Linked DNA regions of Mus musculus: region 2 is linked to region 1. Evidence: chromatin contacts called from public ChIA-PET data. All regions are on one chromosome and are shown on one strand. The core of a region is the stretch at or near the end of the contact, and the rest is flanking DNA. Distances in the headings are between cores, read along the strand shown.

Region 1 (6,512 bases), core at 2,143-4,642:
AGTGGGGAGCCCTGGAGAGTGAGGAGAGCAGCTTCCCTAAGAGATTGCAAAGGCTAAGAGAACCTCTGATGCAGTCCATAGGACATACATACAGACTTCCTGGGGAGCCTCCTGTTGACACTTCTGAGGTCACCTTGGTGCTAAAACTACTATAACCAAGCAATTGTCAGTGCGTTCCTAGGCTGTGACAAAGTTTATTCTAGCCCCCTCGCCCACCCACCATTTCAAGTTTTATTTTTGTTTATCATCTGAATGTGGTTTTTGATATGCATATATGTATCTGTGTTTGTGCATGTATGCACATGTGTATGGAGATCTAAGATTGATTTCTGGTGTCTTCTTCAACTTCTCTTTATCTTATATACTGAAGTAGAGCCTGCAATGAACCTGGGGCTTGCCAGCTGACTTCAGGGATTCCCTGTCTCTACCTCTGGCAGGCTACAGTTATGGAGGGGGCAGGTATCATACCCATCCAGACTAGATTTAAAAATGATATGTATATGTACATGCATATGTAAATGTATATGGAGAGGGAGAGAGAAAGAGCAAGTGTGTGTGTGTATGTGTGCGTGTGCGCCTGAGCACGCACACCACAGTTCACCTGTTGAGGTCAGAGAAAAATCTGTAGGAATCAGCTCTCTTCTTCTACCATATGAGTCCCAGAGATGAGACTCAGGCAATCAAACTCATCAGCAACCACCTTCACCTGCGGAGTCATCGCATAAGACCCCACCTAGCATTTACTTGATTCCAGAAATCCCAACTTCAGTTCTCACGCTTTCCAGCACTTTACAGCCATCTATGTCCCTGGCCCTTTGTTCTGCTCTTTGAGGTTATAAGTAAACTCTTACTATGAACAGATGAAATCATTATTCCCTACATCCTAAATCCGAAGATAAAATATCTTAAAAACAGAAGATTATCTTTAAGAATTACTTTAGTGATGGATGCTGGCAGAGGGCTGAGAGGGGGCAAATGGGCTCACCTTCTTTACATCCCGCACCAGCAGATGAAGGGTGTTTGGTGGGCCCAGTCTCTGAAAGGGAAGCATCAGCCACAGTAAGCACACTTGGCTCGTCAACTCTTGAGCAAAATCTTGCCCCACTGAAATGTGGAGCCTGTAGTGTACTCCTGGCTCAGTTCCTTTATAAGACAACTGGCTGTGGTTACCCCACTCAAACGTGTGTGAAATACTTTGAATACTTTCGGTGTTCTTGTAGTGTGAAATACCTGCATGTTTTACACCATTTCTGCCACTGAAGGTCAGACTGGGGAAGGAGTTATAAATTTCTAAAACTTGAATTGTTCTAGTGGAGGCAAAGTAAATTGCATCCTACCACTTCCTGTTCTGAGACAGCACCGCTCCTGACTGCTAACCCTTGTTCTCAGTGTAGCCCCTGGACACTCGAGGATCCCAAGCAACAACTGAGTAACAACCCCGGTGACTGTTCAGTTGGCTGATGCCTTAGGGTATGACGTCCTCTTGCTTCACAAGCATACCGTGTAGATGCAGGCTTACTGTCTGGCTGATTTTAGACTTTTCCCTGTTGGCACGAGCACCACACAGGCCTTCTAGATAAACAGAATCGGAACCCTTTCCCCAGGCTAGTGATGTACAGTCCCATGAGCTGCAGCTCCTGGTAAGCCCCATGCCCCAGGGAGATGCCTGATGCTTCAGTGGTCTATGTTACTAAGTCGTGATGTTCAGTGGGCTGGGACCATCAAGTACATTGTCATCTTAGGATACTTTAGAGATGGCTTTATAAAGATGTGAGCCCACTGCACAGCGAGGATCATCTGTCCACTGCAGCTGGAAGGACTGGCTGTCTGGTATGGCATAGTTGCTAAGAATATGATGAATGCACACTGTCCAGGAGCAAGTGAGAAGGAGATGACTCTCACTACATATGTGTCTTCTGGCTGAAGCTGCCCCAGTCTATACTCTGCCCCCCACTTTTGGGGGGAATAATATGCATCAATGATGAGCATATTCGCGGTGCTAGCTCGCCTCCACCCTTCCTCCCGGGATGCTCACGGTGTTGTATAGCTCCTCCAGCCTCGGGATGGTGAGGAAATGCTGCATGTTCACTCCGTTTTCAATCAGGAGCTTTACAAAGTCCACCCGATCTAGGACAAGAGCATCCAGCATGGCTTGCTCCAGGGCATTCACCTGCAGGAAATCCAGAAGGGAGACCATGAGTGGCCTCCCAGAAGACTCCAGGCATGAGACCTTAGGACATCCCATGGAAAGTTCCGGAATGTTTTGATATTTTGTTTGTTTGCTTTGTGCACGTGCGTGCATGCATGTGTGTGTTGGGGGCATGTTTTGTTAACCTGGTGCTGGAAATTGAGCCCATGGCCTCACATATGACTGTCAAGAGCTGCACTAAGGGCCTGCACGACAGTCTGTGGTTCCCAAGGTTGTTTCCTTTGAATAACCATGCCTTAACCTTCTCCCCTCTGCTTTCAGTTTGGTCCCCTCATGCTCTGTCAAAGTTTGTAAGGGATTCTATCTTTTAAAAATGAGTCAAAGAGCCAGGCGTGGTGGCGCACACCTTTAATCCCAGCACTTGGGAGGCAGAGGCAGGCGAATTTCTGAGTTTGAGGCCAACATGGTCTACAGAGTGAGTTCCAGGACAGCCAGGGCTACACAGAGAAACCCTGTCTCGAAAAACAAAACAAAACAAAACAAAACAAAACAAAACAAAACAAAACGACAACAACAAAAAGAGTCAAAGAGGCCATGGAGTTGGCTCAGAAGTTACAAGCACTTCTTGTGCTTGAGGAGGACCCAGGTTCAATTCTCAGGGCTAACATGTTAGTTCACAACCTCCCTGCTAACTCCCATCCCAGGGGACCCAGTGCCTTTTTTTGACTTCTGTAGGGATTAGGTGTATGTACATGGTGGTGCACATACACATATGCAGGCAAAATACTTACACATGTAAAATAGTAAAAATGAATCTAAACAAATTTCTAATGAATTAAAGATAGCCATCCCAGCGTTTGCCCTGCTAAGTTTCTCTCTGCTGTTTCCTTGACTGGGGAGCATTTTTGGCAGTGGTCAGACCATGTGGGCATGTCATAGTCCACTAGGGTGCCGTTGGGTGAGTGATGACCACACGCTCCTATTTATGGAACCAAGGTACCACTCTGAAAGGAAGTTCTGGTCATTTACTCAGTAGTAGCTCTCTCTGCTTGGCAGACATGCAGACATTTGGGGCAGGAAAATATGGGAAACAAACCACATATTTAGAATTCATGCCACAAAACCCTTTTGAAGTGGTAGTGTAGAAAGGAGTGATAGGTGGTTAGCAGTAGCTAGCCTCCGGCTTGGGAGGCTGGAGCCATCATGCATGTTTTCCAGGTCTCCCTCTGCAGTGGCAAGCATATGCCACAGGGACAACCACTCCTCCTTACGAAACAGCTGTGACCACCGACGGCTACATTGAAGTGAACACACTATTGCCATGAAGTATTGACATTAACCCATCTGTCCCCCATCCCGGCAGGGATGAAGCAAAGGTAACAAGGGAGTCTCTTCCGGAGAACTTGGGGAATGCCAGTCCAGAACTCTGAAGACACACGGGCAAGGACACGAGCACGTGAGCACACACCCAGTTGAGCAGCTCAAGCTTCCGGGGGTCCGTCTCTTCCTCCACTTCCTCTTTCACTTTGCCTTTCTTCTTGCCTTTTCCTTTTCCTCTCCCCTTGGTGGTGGCTGTGGGTGGCTTCTTTTCCTTCTCTGTGGCTTTGGTGTCCACAGGAGGGGCCAGGCTTCCCAGTGGCTGCAATCCACAACAAGCATATTGGGAAAAGGTACCAAGACCACCCCCCACTCATTTTAAGATATGCACAGGGACACCCTGAACTCTATGTGCATGTGTGCATACACACACACACACACACACACACACACACACACACACGAATAGTACAGATGCACGTACACATTGTAAGGTACACATTCCTATTCCTGCAAACAATGCCTCAGTGTGCACGTGGTGAAGTTATGCATCCATGGTTAATGCTATGAACATATACATAAGTATTCACACATGCACACACCCAAGACACATATGCACCAGCACACACAGGCATACACACATGTACACACACAGTCAACTGTGGCCTGGCAGTCTGATGAAGAAGATCTTGATACTGTGAACCACTGTTCCTGATGGGCACAAAGAGTTAGTTGGCCTAATATGTATATTTGAAGCAAATAACATATTGATTGATGGGTATATTTTAAGGAAAGGATGCTGAAACACAAACTAAAAGGTACCAGAGGTGTGCTGATAGTCCTCTAATGATGGGAGAATGTGACTGTGAATGGGTCAGAGGCAAAAGATATAATGCAAGTTGCTATTTCGGGAGAAATGTGAGCTAGAGATTATTATGGCTAAAACAGCTCTGGCAGGTACCTTAGAGCTGTGTAATGTGGTGGTGGATGGAGGCTTCAGGAGCCCATAGAGTATAGTGATAGATGGAGACTTCAGGGACATATGCATGTGGTGATGGATGGAGGCTTCAGGGGCACATGCATGTGATGATGGATGGAGACTTCAGGGACACATGCATGTGGTGATGGATGGAGACTTCAGGGACACATGCATGTGGTGATGAATGGAGACTTCAAGGGCACATGCATGTGGTGATGGATAGAAGGAGGTTTCAGGAACACATGCATGTGGTGATGGATAGAGGCTTCAGGGACACATGTGGTGATGGATGGAGACTTCAAGGACACATGCATTTGGTGATGGATAGAGGGAGGCTTCAGGAGCACATGCATGTGGTGATGGAGGGAGGGAGGCTTCAGGAGCCTTGAGGACACTTACAGTGTGGTGATGAACTGGAAGTTTCAAGGGCTCAATGTAGTACAGTGACAGACGGAAGGCCTCAAGGACTGAGGGTGCTCACTCAGTGGAATAGGAGGGAGAAAGAAGTGGGCCTGATCCCCTGGTAAGTGTGGGATGAGGGGCCTGTCATGGTAACACAGCCAGTGTCAGAACCACTGGACCCTCTGCTGACAGCCTCTCCCTACTGCCTTCCTCCCATCAGGCTCTGCTGGTGGGTTGTCCACGACACACTCCCTCCTCTTCTTCCTCTGCTTGCTTTGATGCATCTTTCTGCTTATCTAATGCTCTGGCGTTGATCACCAGCGACAATACTGATGCCCACATCAAGGGCATCACCCAGCTCCCTTCATGTCACATCCTTAGGTCATCTGACTCAATAGCCGCATCTTCCCTTAGGCATCTCTCCCAGGTTCCTGGGCACCACAAGCTCCAGGTTTTCTTTTCTGTGTGGTCAGTGCTTCTCAATGCCAAGGCTGGGCTCTGCCCTTAGCCTGCTTCACTTTCATTTTGTTCTCTCCATCAGCAGCCTCACTGATGCTCACACCACCCACCGCTCTCACCCATGCTCACACCACGGGTCTTTATTTACTGATGAGCAATCTTCCCTGCCCAGTTTCAGCCCACTCTCCTTCCCAGAGTTCCTCTGGTGAACTTGGCATATGCGTGTCTCAGAGACTCCTTACTTCTGTATCAGTCAGCTTTCTGCTGTTACAGTGAAATACCAGGAGCTTGATACTGCATATCGAGCCTAGAGTTTTGGGGGCTGAGACTCCAAGTAACATGGGGCCAGCTCTACCCTGGACCTCTTTGCTGTATCACAAACATGGGGAAAGGCGTAGGAACAGCTACAGCCTGGAAAAAATGACAGAGAGAGAGAGAGAGAGAGAGAGAGAGAAGGGAAGGGAAGGGAAGGGAAGGGAAGGGAAGGGAAGGGAAGGGAAGGGAAGGGAAGGGAAGGGAAGGGAAGGGAAGGGAAGGGAAGGGAAGGGAAGGGAAGGGAAGGGAAGGGAAGGGAAGGGAAGGGAAGGGAAGGGAAGAGTGATAATGTTGATACTGCCAGAAGAGTAAAGGCAGCCTATAGCACAGTGGCTCTCATCCTTCCTAGTGCTGCACCCTTTTAACATAGCTCCTCATATTGTGGTGACCCCCCAGGCCATAAAATTATTTTGTTGCTACTTCATGAGTGTAATTTTGCTACTGCCATGGATCAGAATGTAAATATCTGCTATGCAGGATGTCTGATACATGACCTCCAAAGAGGTCATGATCCACAGGCAGAGAACCGCTGCTATAGGACAAGGGAATATATGGCAAGTCAGAAATATGAAAAGGGATTATCAGACTGTATACAGAACTCCTAAAACTCAACAACAAAACACCCAATTCAAAAATAAGCAAAACACTTGAATAGCTGTTTCTCCAAAGAATTTCACAAGTGGACGGCACAGATGCTTACCAGCATGAAGTAAACACAAATAAAAGCCAGCTGAGATGCCATCCTAACCCACTGGGATGGCTGTTATGGTAAAACAGCAATATAAAACAACAGAAAATAACACACGTTTCTGAGAAGGCAGAATGTTTACACTCTGGGTGCAGATGTAAAATTATGAAAGTGTTATGGAAAAGATCTTGGTAGCTGCCAAA
Region 2 (6,485 bases), core at 1,828-4,327, 70 kb before region 1:
TCAAGGCCCACAAGTAAACAATTGATTTTGTGTTCTAATTTTCATCTGCTTATTGAATTAAAAGTTCAAACTTCGGGCAACCGTAGTAGGATATCCTTGGACCCAAGGCAGTAAGCCAAAACGCAGTGTATGCTACTATATCACGGAACAATTACTTCTTGTTCTTTGTACCTGGGTAAAGAAAGCCACAGGAGACTTGAGAGGATTTTCTCTTGCCCCCAGTGGCAATGAAGGGCAGAACTGTATTAGCCACGCCCTCAGTCAAAAGTGCTCTTCTAGCTTAGGTCTTTATAGTTTGCTCACTGTCATTTTTGTGGTGGTGGGGAGCAAACCCAGTGTCTTGCGCACGCCAAGCATGGTAAGCACATACTCTACCACGAGCTGCAAGCCTCATCACCCTAGCCCAGGCTTAGATCACAATACTTTCTATTCGTTTTCCAGATTACACATGCAGAGTACCACGTTGTAGGCCGAAGAAATACCACTGGGGTTTTAGCAGGAATTGCAGATTTGACATTAGAGTTAAGGCAGGAAAGGGAGACCAGAATGGGAGGCTCAGCCAAAGCGCAACCTCAAAGAGCATTGGGAAAGTGGGGACAAGACGGTAAGAACAGCAGAGGCTAGGCAAGGGGCAAGGCTTTACAGTTCAGGAGCAGCCCAGTCTTCTGTAGATAAACAGGGAGCAAAGAAAAACTGGACATCAATCAGGGTTATCATTCAGGTCAGCAAGTTTTTTAATGGGCATTGAACAAAAGACACTGCTATTTCTACGAAAAGTATACTACTCACAGTCAGGAACCGGGGTTAAAATCTTCCCCAGAAATGGTAGTAGTAGTAGTAATAGTAGTAGTATTAGTAGTAATTTCAAAGACTAATTCTTCATTAAGAAAATTCTTCAACCATATTCATAATCACATTTTTCCTAAGCATAGCTTAAGTTTAAAAGCTAATTAAAAAAAAAACAAAACTTGAGTATTTATAGTTAGGACTACATTGTTTTTTAGTGTCAGAGCACAGAATTGCTGAGGGGAGACCTGGCTGTCTAAAAACCAGTTCAAAGCGAAGGCAAAGTTCAACAGCTTCCAGACACTTGGTCAACACGCATACTGCTCCCCTGGCTGTCTCTGCTGTGCCTACGGTGGCGAATACCAACACGGAGCATGCACGGGGGCAAGGGTTGCTCAGTACTGCTTCAGCTCACTCTCAGGACCAGCAGAAAGGGTTCATCAGTAAACACTGAGGAGAAGACACTAACAAAAGCCAGAAAAAATATAACTCTAGTAGTCTACAAGAACTTTTAAGAGTTGGCATCTGCCATACGGAACCAAAGGCTGACGCTTTAACTGTTCATCTCTACTACACTTCAAGTTCCCACACTTGTGAAGTCGTAACTCTCTTATTAAAGGGATGAATTTGAGACTTTTTTTTTCTGACATACAAAACTGGTATTTGATCATAATTTAAGCTTAAGATAGATAGGCCTTCCTAAATGTCTGGTTATTTGCCCCAATAATCTTATTAAAACACCGATTTTTCTTTAATTATTGTGTAATTGCTACACAATTCAAAAATAGTAATCAAATAATAGTTTTTCTACATTGTAAAACTGTTTTCTATGAATCCCTACTTCTATTTGTAAGGTCTCCATCTAAGATAAATTTGTTCTTAACAAATGATTTCCAAGAGGCTCGAGCACACACACACACACACACACACACACACACACACACACGGGGATGCCTGGAGACATTCTGGTTGTACTGAGGATGTTAGCAGTTAGCAGAAGATGGGGGCACCACTATCATGGAACTGATAAGAGGCCAAAGAGGTAGGGATGGCTGTCAGCTCAGGACAGCTTCTCACAAGAATTGCCCAGCCTGAAAGGTCAATAGTGTCTCTACTGGGAAACAAAGTTCTAAACTGAAAGAAGCAAACTTGCAGACAGCTGACAACTTCAAAAGCCAATTACAGAGTCAGTCAATGTCTGCTAAGCTTTGTCATTATCTTAGAACACAGACATGCTTTTCATACTATCAAAACACATTAAAATGATTGGATTATTAATCATGATTTCATTAGGTGGTAACACATATGGAAAGCATAAGAACTTTCACTACCCAAGCAATTAGATTCATCTTTCAAAACTACCCTTTCAGGAGACAGAAAAGAAATGAGGTAGTTATTCTCTTGAAAGTCTTCTATTGTACTTTAAACTTTCCGAGACAAACATCAATTATGTCTAGCCAACTCTCTGGAGAAAGTTAAAAATAATGGAAAGGGAAAGAGAACTACACAATACCATTCCGTACAATCTCAGTCCAAGGCACATTCAAATTCTGAAATTTACCTGGCAAAAGGACCGGCTCCAGCTTTTTAATCTTCGGTTCGGAACTGATCTTATCGTCAGTCTGAAATACAGGAACAAAATAAAGCAAAATCCAAACACCGCCCTGTCACAAGATACTAAGGCAGATTTTCTAAGTGATGACACATGCAACAGACATATATCCCCTACTAAAAACTCTTTCAGGTCCAAATAGAGATCGTTTTAAGATCTTCTCGTCGACTTGAGAGCCTCACAATAAACATATTTACAACAGCCCAAGCCGCTTTCAAGAATTCACAGCTATGAGACAGGTAAGCTCTGCGAGGTGTCCACAGCGCTGCAACCATCTGGCAGTCACCGCAGGGTCGGTGCCCAGCCCCGAAGGAAGGAAAGAAATGCAGCTCCGGACGGTTCTACGATCTCGTCACACGGCAGGACTAGGGACCGCAGGACTTCGGCCAGAGAATGGCCGCCGCCGCGGAGCGCTACAAGTTTCTACTGCGCCCGTGGCTCCCGGGAGGCGCGCTTGCCGGCGACTCGTCTGGGTCCCGAGCCCCCCGCCGGGTCGCGAGCGCTTACCTGGGCCGGCGGCAGGAGGTAGGACCTGAAGCTGGGTCTGGGCGGCTTGAGAGAGAACATGGTGCCGCCGCCTGTGCGCCCCGGCCCTATGGCCGGTCAGAAGTCTCCCGGTTCAGCGTTCCCGGTGCAGCTGCCCAGGCCGGGTCTGCGGCCCGCCCCGCCGGGCGGACTGACGGGCGGGGACGGACCAGGCCGAGCGCCCGCCCGAAATAGGCGGAGCCTGGTGGAGCCACGCCCATCCCCGGAAGCGACTCGCGCGGAGCTGCAGTCAAAGCTTTCAGTCTCTAGGCGGTACTGTCACGGAGCGCGACGCTGGAGTGGGGCGCCACGGGGACCCGAGAGGCCATCTTGAGAGCGCGCTTCTACGGAGGCCCGCAGGGGTCACGGAGGATTTCACAGGCCTACTGCGACTCACGAGGGTCATGCCGGCTTCGCGAAGCTGCAATGGCCTGTGGTGGTCAGTGTGCACGGTAGCTGCTGTTCCAGGACCCGAGTCCTCCGGCATCTGCGATGGCTGCTATATTAAAGGAGGGAAGACTTTTCTTTCACCTCTTGCTACCAATTGATTTAACCACTGGTTTCCTTGAGGTTCTGAGGCTTGGCTTGTGCTGAGTGCCTGGGACAGATGATACTGGCTGGCAAACCAGAACCCCCAGTTTAGTTTTCTGATTTTATTCTTCTCGTTAAACTTTAAGTGAAAAGGGATATTAAGCAAGTTGTCTCCCCACGCCCCTTTCCATCCTCATTTATAAAGATGCTATTCAACAGGTAAGTTAACAGAATTCCAGGGAGAGAAGACCCCATCGCTGGTGGGAACCAAACACTGTTAAATTTCAAACCCTGGGACTAATAGGTCAGGTGCCTGTTTAACATATAGCATACCTGGCTTCCAGGTTCTCTCAGCATCCCTTAGTCCCTAGCTTTTATGGGACCTGTTATGGTTAGCATACCCAACCCTCTACCCAGGGACTCTCCAACCCAGGGACTGGGCTGCCCTTCCCCAGAGGCTCTTCTCTATAAAATCCAGTCATTTTGGTTATTTAATGACTGATCTCTTTCACCTTTTGCCCTCTTGGCTGCTACACCTTCTTCCTCTCTCTCCTCTCCCCCTTCCTGCCCTGCTCTCCTCACATGGCTCATGGTCAAGTCTACTCTGAACTCTCCCAGATTTCTCTGCCTCTGGCTATGATCTCCCTTTTATCTACAAAAAACTTTCTCCTCCACCATACCAAAGAGTAGTCATGTCCTTTCTTTTCTTTCCCTTTTCCCTTCATTCATACAGTAGGTTGTGGAAATGAGAATCTGCCACTTAGCTGCAAAGGGCTGTCCAACTTCAGCACAGCATAGGGTATGTCTAGATTTGTTGTGCCTCTGAACTGAAGTAGACTTTGGTGGGAGGGGGCCAGTGGTATTCCATGCCCCTATACTTTGAAAAATAGTGGTCCAAACTCAACATTTTATCATGAATGTCAGAGGGAAACTGACGTGAGCCCCAGAAATCACAGTCATCATGCAGACAAGTGCACTGACATCACTAATACTGTGTGTTCTTCAGCTTGTCCTGGAGTCAGAGCCCTGAATCTTTCTAGCTTATCTGTTTATAACACTTGACTGTATTTTGACATGTAAATTCAGTTGAACTACTCATGAAAAAACACTGGTACATATTTAACTTTTATGACGATTCTGTTACTTTTCTACCTTAAATGGATGTATTCCCTAAAAGTCTTCAAACACTTGTGCTCTTTTGGGGGGAGGGGGTGTTGTCCATATTTTCTTAGAATCTGCATCTTTTATGCATGTCAGCAAAAAAAACTGAAAAATGGGGGAACTCCAGATTTGTTATCTTTCTGGATAATTTTAAAATACCATATTCTGCATATCTAGTTGTACTAGTCCACTTAGGCACTTGGGTTACTGTCTGACCTACTGCTACTGATTCCTTTCTGACTGCATTAGGCTGCTCCAGGCACCCTAGTCTAGACAACAAAAATGTATTATCTCAGTGGTGGAGTCAGAGAAGCACAAGAGCAAGGCTCTGTAAAGATGGATTTTGAGTTTCCCTTCCCTTTTTCTTGCTGTGCTAGCAACTGAACGGAACTCCAGGCTCCCCAAGTACTTAGCAGGTGACTTATTACTGAACTGTAACCCCCAACTCCTTTATTGACAGGGTTTTACTGAGTTGCTGGCCTTGAACTTGAGCCTACAAGTAGATGGTAGGCTCTACCAGACTCAGCTTCAAAGATGTTTCCCACCAGGGCTCCCAGTATCTTTAGCCAATGGCTTCCTCCTTGTTATGTTCTCACAAGGGGGGACTTTCTTCTTAGAACATTGAGCCTATCTGATTAACACCCTGACTTTTTTGTCTTAAGGCCCTGTCTCTGAGTATGTTCTCATTAGGGGTCAGTGTTTCAGAGTGTGTGTTTGGGAGTTTGGAGTGACAGAAGTCAGTCTGTTGATAGGCTTTGCAGGCCCTTCTTAGAGTCTCATCTTCACTACTGTGTTTGGTGTATTAGACCATCCCCAGCTTTGGGCTTTTGTGTTAAAGTTTTAAGCTGCTTGTCTAATTATACATCTGTTCCCATTGTTGATTTTTCTATATTAGAGAACACTGGCATTCCCTAGAGAGATCAGTTTTTTTTTTCATTGACAGAAGAGAGAGGGAGAGACAGACAGACAGACAGAGAAAGAGAGAATATATTTTTTTTCTTGAATACCTAATGGGTGCTAGATACTTTATGTTTTATTTGGTCACTCATTCAATCAGTTAACAGATTTTTATTGAGTGCCAGCTTTGTGATGGGCCTGAATCAGGACTCATAAGAGTCCAATGTTCTTTAGGTTCATGGCATTCTACTGAAATGAGTAGAAAGAAAGAAAAAATATATATGTATGTATGTATATATATATATGTGTGTGTGTACATGTACATATACATATAAAACGTGTAACATAGTTTAAAGGTACTGTAAAGGAAGTTAGGAATGGAGGGAGAGGAGTAATTGTATTTATCAATAAAGATTTAGGTTAAATCAAGGACGGCCTTACTGCATTGATGGCATCTGAGCAAAGACTAAACGGAGTAAAGGTGAAACTCAAGGTCAGCAGCATGAATCCCCTGAGGCCAGGATGCCTGAAGCAGCCTAAACCAATGGAGAGGAGGTCAGAGGGAAACAACAGCCCAGGTTCTAGATCTTGAAAATTGGAAACTGAGCTGAGAAGTGACAGTGACCTGACTGAGTATTTTAAAAACAGCCACTACTGGGGTGGCCCTGCATGGGCAAGAAGCTAGGGCTGTGGTAACAGTGTACATACAAGTAAGAGACACGGCTAGAACCGGCGGTACTTGATGGCTGCAAAATGATGCCTTTGGCTGGGTATATGCTTTTCAAGAAAATATGTAAGCATTTTAAAGTGTATGAGAGGATAATTCAGCAAAGATGACAAGCCACAACAGTTCTTTAGTCCTCATAAAACAGATAAAACAACAACACAGTAAAGCAGAGGAAACAAACAGAAAATCCCCAGAACCACCCAAGAGAAGCCTCAGCAACATATCTAAGGGAAATGATGTCCTCGG

Evidence for each region. ChIA-PET counts read pairs in DNA pulled down with a chosen protein or histone mark.
Region 2: an RNA polymerase II ChIA-PET map of memory CD8 T cells shows a contact between it and region 1, with 18 read pairs. The contact joins the promoter of Mtmr10 here to the enhancer-like site in region 1. A contact is called at or near these places in 1 of 39 promoter capture datasets (liver), 1 of 15 datasets of contacts at CTCF or cohesin (the NIH/3T3 cell line), 9 of 484 Hi-C or Micro-C datasets (CD4 T cells, Th17 cells, adipose-derived mesenchymal stem cells and 5 more), 5 of 115 datasets of contacts at active chromatin or transcription factors (embryonic fibroblasts, embryonic stem cells, memory CD8 T cells and 2 more) and 4 of 9 other capture datasets (adipose tissue, embryonic stem cells, liver and 1 more).

Annotation. Positions count from the first base shown.
Region 1 is chr7:64,214,766-64,221,277 of GRCm38.p6, reverse strand. It overlaps Trpm1 (transient receptor potential cation channel, subfamily M, member 1), which reads right to left. Exons shown (of 27, transcript NM_001039104.2): 11 at 3,618-3,788; 12 at 2,036-2,170; 13 at 986-1,036. Among named protein-coding and RNA genes, the nearest start is that of Mir211, 12 kb to the right of the region's middle. Within about 2 kb of position 3,392, at least 11 of the 459 cell types and tissues checked have an H3K27ac peak or open chromatin away from gene starts, as enhancers often do. A contact at or near this core is called in memory CD8 T cells, where this site is marked.
Region 2 is chr7:64,284,262-64,290,746 of GRCm38.p6, reverse strand. Mtmr10 (myotubularin related protein 10) reads right to left here and starts at 3,077. Exons shown (of 16, transcript NM_172742.2): 1 at 2,906-3,077; 2 at 2,348-2,408. The coding sequence starts at 2,965.